Linked DNA regions of Mus musculus: region 2 is linked to region 1. The links are chromatin contacts, called in public HiChIP or PLAC-seq maps. All regions are on one chromosome and are shown on one strand. The core of a region is the stretch at or near the end of the contact, and the rest is flanking DNA. Distances in the headings are between cores, read along the strand shown.

What was found. HiChIP or PLAC-seq counts read pairs in DNA pulled down with a chosen protein or histone mark.
Region 2: a contact with region 1 is called in an H3K27ac HiChIP or PLAC-seq map of heart atrium, with 2.8 times the contacts expected there. The contact joins two enhancer-like sites. A contact is called at or near these places in 1 of 15 datasets of contacts at CTCF or cohesin (the NIH/3T3 cell line), 2 of 484 Hi-C or Micro-C datasets (nephron progenitors and neural progenitor cells) and 2 of 115 datasets of contacts at active chromatin or transcription factors (bone marrow-derived macrophages and heart atrium).

Annotation. Positions count from the first base shown.
Region 1 is chr5:136,323,241-136,326,097 of GRCm38.p6, forward strand. All of the region lies in intron 11 of Cux1 (cut-like homeobox 1), which reads right to left. Among named protein-coding and RNA genes, the nearest start is that of Mir721, 51 kb to the right of the region's middle. Within about 2 kb of position 1,416, at least 14 of the 459 cell types and tissues checked have an H3K27ac peak or open chromatin away from gene starts, as enhancers often do. A contact at or near this core is called in heart atrium, where this site is marked.
Region 2 is chr5:136,466,354-136,469,210 of GRCm38.p6, forward strand. The region is part of intron 2 of Cux1 (cut-like homeobox 1); the gene reads right to left. Among named protein-coding and RNA genes, the nearest start is that of Gm16599, 75 kb to the left of the region's middle. Within about 2 kb of position 1,453, at least 124 of the 459 cell types and tissues checked have an H3K27ac peak or open chromatin away from gene starts, as enhancers often do. A contact at or near this core is called in heart atrium, where this site is marked.

The sequences.
Region 1 (2,857 bases), core at 166-2,665:
CATAGTGCAGTACACCTGTAATTTTCGAATTCCAGAGGTAGGGCAGATGTTCAAGGTCATAATTGGGTATAAAATGAGTTTGAGACCAGCCTTGGATACATGGACCCTGCTTAGACCATGAAACCATCAACTTTGTATGACTTGCTCTCTCAAAGTGACTGTTATCAGAGCTGCTTCCAGGCTGCACCCTGATTCCAGTCCCTCAGCACATATTCTGTAATCACTTGCCCCTCAAAGCTGAAAAAAATATGGTTTAGGCAGGAAAATATAAATAAAAGCAAACTAACAGCAACAACAAAACAGCTGAGCGGAGCAGGGGGACGTGGGAAGAAAGAAAAACCAGAAAGAAACATCTCATAGTAAATGGGTGTGCTGATGCATGCCCATAGCCCTAGCTCTTGGGAGGTTGGAGCAGGAACTGAAGGCCAGCCTTGGCTATACAGTGAATTCCAGGCCAAGGTGGTACATGAGACCATGTCTAAAAAAGGAGGAGGAAGAGAAGAAGAAAGGCACAGTAGTATAAGACAAGCTATCATTGTGGTGTTACAGGAGCTATGACTGGAAGGTCAGAGTTCCTCACTATAAGTATCAGGTGACAGGTTGAGAAGGTGACAAACCTATTCATCTTATTCATAAAATATCTCCCTAGTGATTGTGTCTACATTTAGTTTAAATCAGAGACTATACATTATGCACATTAAAAAAAAAAAAAAGAACAAGAAGAAGAAGCCATGGCTGAGCAGAGTGGCAGAGACCTAACCCCAGCACTCAGGAGGCAGAAGTAGGTATCTCTCTGTGAGTTCAAGGCCAGCCTAGTGTACTGAGCACTCTAGGTCAGCCAAGGTTATAGAGTGAAATCTGTCTTAAATATACACTCACATTGCTCTGCTCAAAATCAAGAAACAAATCCTGAGAAGATACCTCATTCAGTCAACCTCACCCCTGCGGGGAAGTATAGGATATAGCAGGGGATCTGCCCATTTGGTGGCCTGAGGCCTTCTGTGTATGGCTTTGATATGTATCAGAGCCATCTTTACTTTTGGCAACAAGGGGTTAAGATAATTAAAATCAGAAGTCTTGTTCTAGAGGATATGTTTTGATTATTAGATCAGATGAAGGGAAGGAAGGGAGGATGATTTTTGGAAAGAAGCATTGCTGGATTGTTTCATTAACTGTGCAGTATTAAAGAATTCCCCCAAGACACGATAAGAACATTAATTTGTGCAACTCTGTTTCATTTTGTGTGTGTGTGTGTGTAAAGGCAAACATTAGAGCCCTAACTGATTTGGAAGAAATTGCTCTGTATGAGAACTGGAGGGCTGACAGCCTGCAGCTCTGCCAGGGAGCAATGGGCAGGATGCACTTGAGTCAAGCCCTTACTGGGACAGAGGAGACCCAGAAAAACAGTTGAACGATGATGTCATCCAAGGCAGAGACGTCAAACCTGCGTTCTCACGCCAGCCAGGGCAAGCTGATAGGAGGAAATGCTGGGCTATGAGCCATTTACCCAAGCCCAGGGCCTTCTCCTCAGGGACACCTGGGCAAGTGGAAGATATCCCTGCCAAAGAAGCCAAGGAGAAAGAAACTAGCCTGGCAGAGCTGTGGTGCTGCTGGCATCAGCCACAAACTCACAGCAAAATGAGGTTCAGGGTTAAACTTGGTCATGTATTAGGAAAAAAAAAATCACTAAAAGAAAAGGGTGGGGAAAATGCTTCTGTCCGTGAAGTGCTTGTAGGGTAAGCATGAAAACCCAAGTCCTACCCCAGAAACCACATAGAAAAGCTAGTCATGTGGCATACTTTCTAATCCTAGTGCAGGAAGTAGAAACAGGCAGATACCTGGGATTTGCTGGCCAGCCAGCTATGCCTTCTCCTTGTGCCCAAGGTTTCAGAAAAGCCTTTGCCTCAAAACACAATGGGAAATTTTCTAGGTAGCCCAGGTTGGCATAGAACTCACAGGTTCTCCTTTCTTGTTCTTGTCTTCTAAGAGCTAGGGTGCTAGCCATGCACCATCATGCTATACTAGAATCACTTCATATAAGAGAAAACCTTTCCTTCCATCTTTCCCTCCTCCATTTTGAGACTAGTCTCACTGTAACAGACAAGAGTGGCTTGGAACTTCTAGGCTTAATGACACTACTGCCACCTCAGCTTCCCCAGTAGTTAGTAGTACAGGCTCATATTTTAGTCTGTGTGTGAGTGTGTGTGTGTGTGTGTGTCTGTGTGTGCGCGCGCATGCATGAGTGCATGCATGTACAGATGGAGAGAGAAGGACATTGATTGTCTTGTTCCTCATTCTCTGCCATTTCACCTGAGAAAAGTCTCTCACTGAAGGAAAGCCAAAAAGTCTTAGCAATCCTCCTGTCTCCACTCCCCACAGCAATAAGGTTATAGACAGGTGCCTAGAACCATGCCAGGGTTTTTACATGGGTGTTGGGGATTTGAACTCAGGTTTCATGTTTATATAACAAGTGCTCTTTACCCCTGAGCCATCTCAACTTAGCCTCCTCCATTTTTCAGTGAGCTAGATTTGCTTCATTTACTGACCTCACTCACTCATGCATGGGCAAGGAGATACCTGGAGGGGCAGGCCAGCCTTGGGTGAAAATCTTGGAGGAAGAGCAGGAGGTCCTCCAGCCTGGCCAGAGCCCTGAATGGTGCTAGTCTCGCCTTCTTGTCTGCCAAACATACCTCCCAGGAGTCCCTCCTGGCCTAACACCTAGCAATCTAGGATTCCAGAACCATCTTTAAGTTGCACTTGATTCGACTGGTACTTTGAAGTGTAATTACTATTATTTAGAATATGTAAAAGGTCCTGGGCTCTGCATTAGGGAGATTGTCTTATAAAAAAGAAAAAA
Region 2 (2,857 bases), core at 203-2,702, 140 kb after region 1:
GTTGTGGATGTTTCTACCTTAACGAATGCAAAAACAGACCCAGGAGACAATGTACTGGCATGTTTGATAATTTTCAGTAAAACAGTATGTGCGTTGGAGGTGGGGGTGGGTGCAGGACAGAACCCTTTCCCTTGTCTGTAGTTTAACAAGCCGTTCCTAGTGCTCTCTGCTCTTTTAAGGTTTACAGGCACTTCTGGAACTTAACCATGCAAATACTCCTCAGAACCCATAGATACACTCACAAACTTCAAAGGGGTAAATTAAAGTATAGAATTTGGGCTAGCAAGCCGGCTCAACCTATAAAGGGGCTTGCCATCAAGTCTGACAATCTGGGTTGGTCCTCAGGACTCACATGGGAACACAGGAGAAGGAAAGAACCAGCTTGCCCCAAGTTGTTATCTGACATCCACAAGGGCACTGCAGTGAGCATGCACCTACATACACACACACACACAGACACAGACACACACACACTACACACACAGACACACACAGAGACACTCACACACACACACACACACACACTAAATGAATGTAAAAAATGTTTTTAAAAAAATAAAATAAATAACAATGCAAAATTTTCTAAAGACTGTATCTGGGGGGTAGGGGTGGGGCAGGGATGGAGCCTTAGTAGGTAAAGATCCTGCTAAAACTTCAGTTTGATACTCAGCACCCACATACAAACCTAGCTGTGGTGGTCACCCCGACAGAGACAGGCAGGCCCCTGGGCTTGGTGGGCTGGCTAGCTGAGACAGGGAGCTCCAGGTGAAGTGGGAAACCTTGTTCCAAAAACCACCTGTCGGCAACCTCCAACGCACTGTATAGAAACACATATATAAGACAAATCCAAACAGAAAGAGAGAGAGAGAAACAGACAGATAGACAGAGAGACAAAGAAAAACCACCTGTCGGCAACCTCCAACGCACTGTATAGAAACACATATATAAGACAAATCCAAACAGAAAGAGAGAGAGAGAAACAGACAGATAGACAGAGAGACAAAGAAAAACCACCTGTCGGCAACCTCCAACGCACTGTATAGAAACACATATATAAGACAAATCCAAACAGAAAGAGAGAGAGAGAAACAGACAGATAGACAGAGAGACAAAGACGAGACTGAGACTGTAAGAAAAGCCCTCTACTCTCCAGAGAACCCACACACCTCTGAGCACGGCCCACACAGGAGGTGTCCCAGGGCAGAAAGAGAAAGGAAGCCCAACCCACACAAGTCTGGGGCAAAGCATGGCACTACATAGTCCCTAGTTCTTCCTTCAGGTATAAACCTCTACAATAGGAGTGGGAGGAGAGAGGCTCCATGGCCATTTGGATCTCCCTCTCATGAGCCAGAGAGAGGGCCAGTCCTAGAGCCTGTCAGGGGCTGAGGCTCCACTGGGCCCCAGGCTGATAGGAACAAGCTGCCCCTGCTGGCTGCTTCCATGGAAACGAGGTCAAGCTGGCAATAACAAGACCCAGCTTTAAAAGAGCCACCTGCCTCTAGGAAGCCCGGCACACTGCCCTTTCCCTTCTGACTTTTCAAATCTGCAGTGTGAAAACAAACAGGGGGAGTTGTTGACCACGGAGATACTGGACTCTTCCACATGAGTCCTGGCTCACTAACACGACTGAATGGCTGTGTGGCTCTGAGCAAGAATTATCCCATTCTGAATACAAGTCTGCTCTTGAAGAACAGGACAAGTATCTTATTCATACTAAGACAGCTATGACAGCTTTATCTATTCAAGAGCACTCTTGACCAGGGAGGAGGTGGATCAATCCAGAAATATAAGGTTAATGGCACGCAGCAAGCACAAGTGCTCGTGGAGCATTAATGTGCTGAATCACGGACTTGGGAGGATCTGAGGTGTCCCAACCTTCCTAGAGCTCAGAAGCTCAAGAGAAAACACACACAGGTGCCTGGGTGAGTAGAGGAATTCAGTCAGGACATAAGTAAATACAAGAGGAGATCTAAAAGCCCAAGGACACAGCAAGCAGAGGGCCTGGTCTCACAGCAGCTGTGGTCCTCTTCTGCCATGTCCCCACAGGAGCGGGGAGCCTGTCTCTGGGTACATTTCTCTGGACAATCATTGGCAAACCATTTTCTTTCTCCTCATTGCACAAGAAGAGAAACAAGCCAGTTTTCCCCTCAGGAAACTCTCAACCTTCATGAAAACAGTTCACACTCAAAAGTGAGTATACTTGAGCCAGGTAACCAGAGAGGCCAGGCCCACCACTAGTCTATCAGGTCACTAAGCAGGGGTGAGGACATATAGCTTTAATCCTGCTGGGGTACGGTAGATGCAGGTTGGGGATTCTGAGATAAGCACAATTTGACTCATCACTCCCTGGCAAGCAACATGGCTCAGTGGGTACCGGCAGTTGCCACCATCCCTTGAAGACCTAAGTTTGATACTCAGAATCTACATGGTAGAAGGCCTGCACTGGCTCTAAAAACTAATACCCTGACCCCCAAACCTGAGCTACAACACATGTGTGCCCCCCCTCCAAATATCCCTAAACACATGTTTTTAAATGTAAAATGTCACTCCCCATGGCTGGGCATACACACACACACACACACACACACACAGGCCTATAACAGAAGCACTCAGGAAGCTGAGGCAGGACGATAGTAAGTTCCAGTATAGCCTTGCTTACACAGTAGAACTTCACAAAGTGCTCTACTGCTGAACCAAGCCCTCGCCCCCTCACTGCCAAATTCTAGGCAAATGCTGTATCATTAAGCTATATTCCCCAGCCCCTATGGCTCATCACTAACACAACAGACCACCCTGCCCACTGCCCTGTGGGTAGCAGCAACAGCCAGCCAGGATACTGACTAGAGGATGCAGAGCT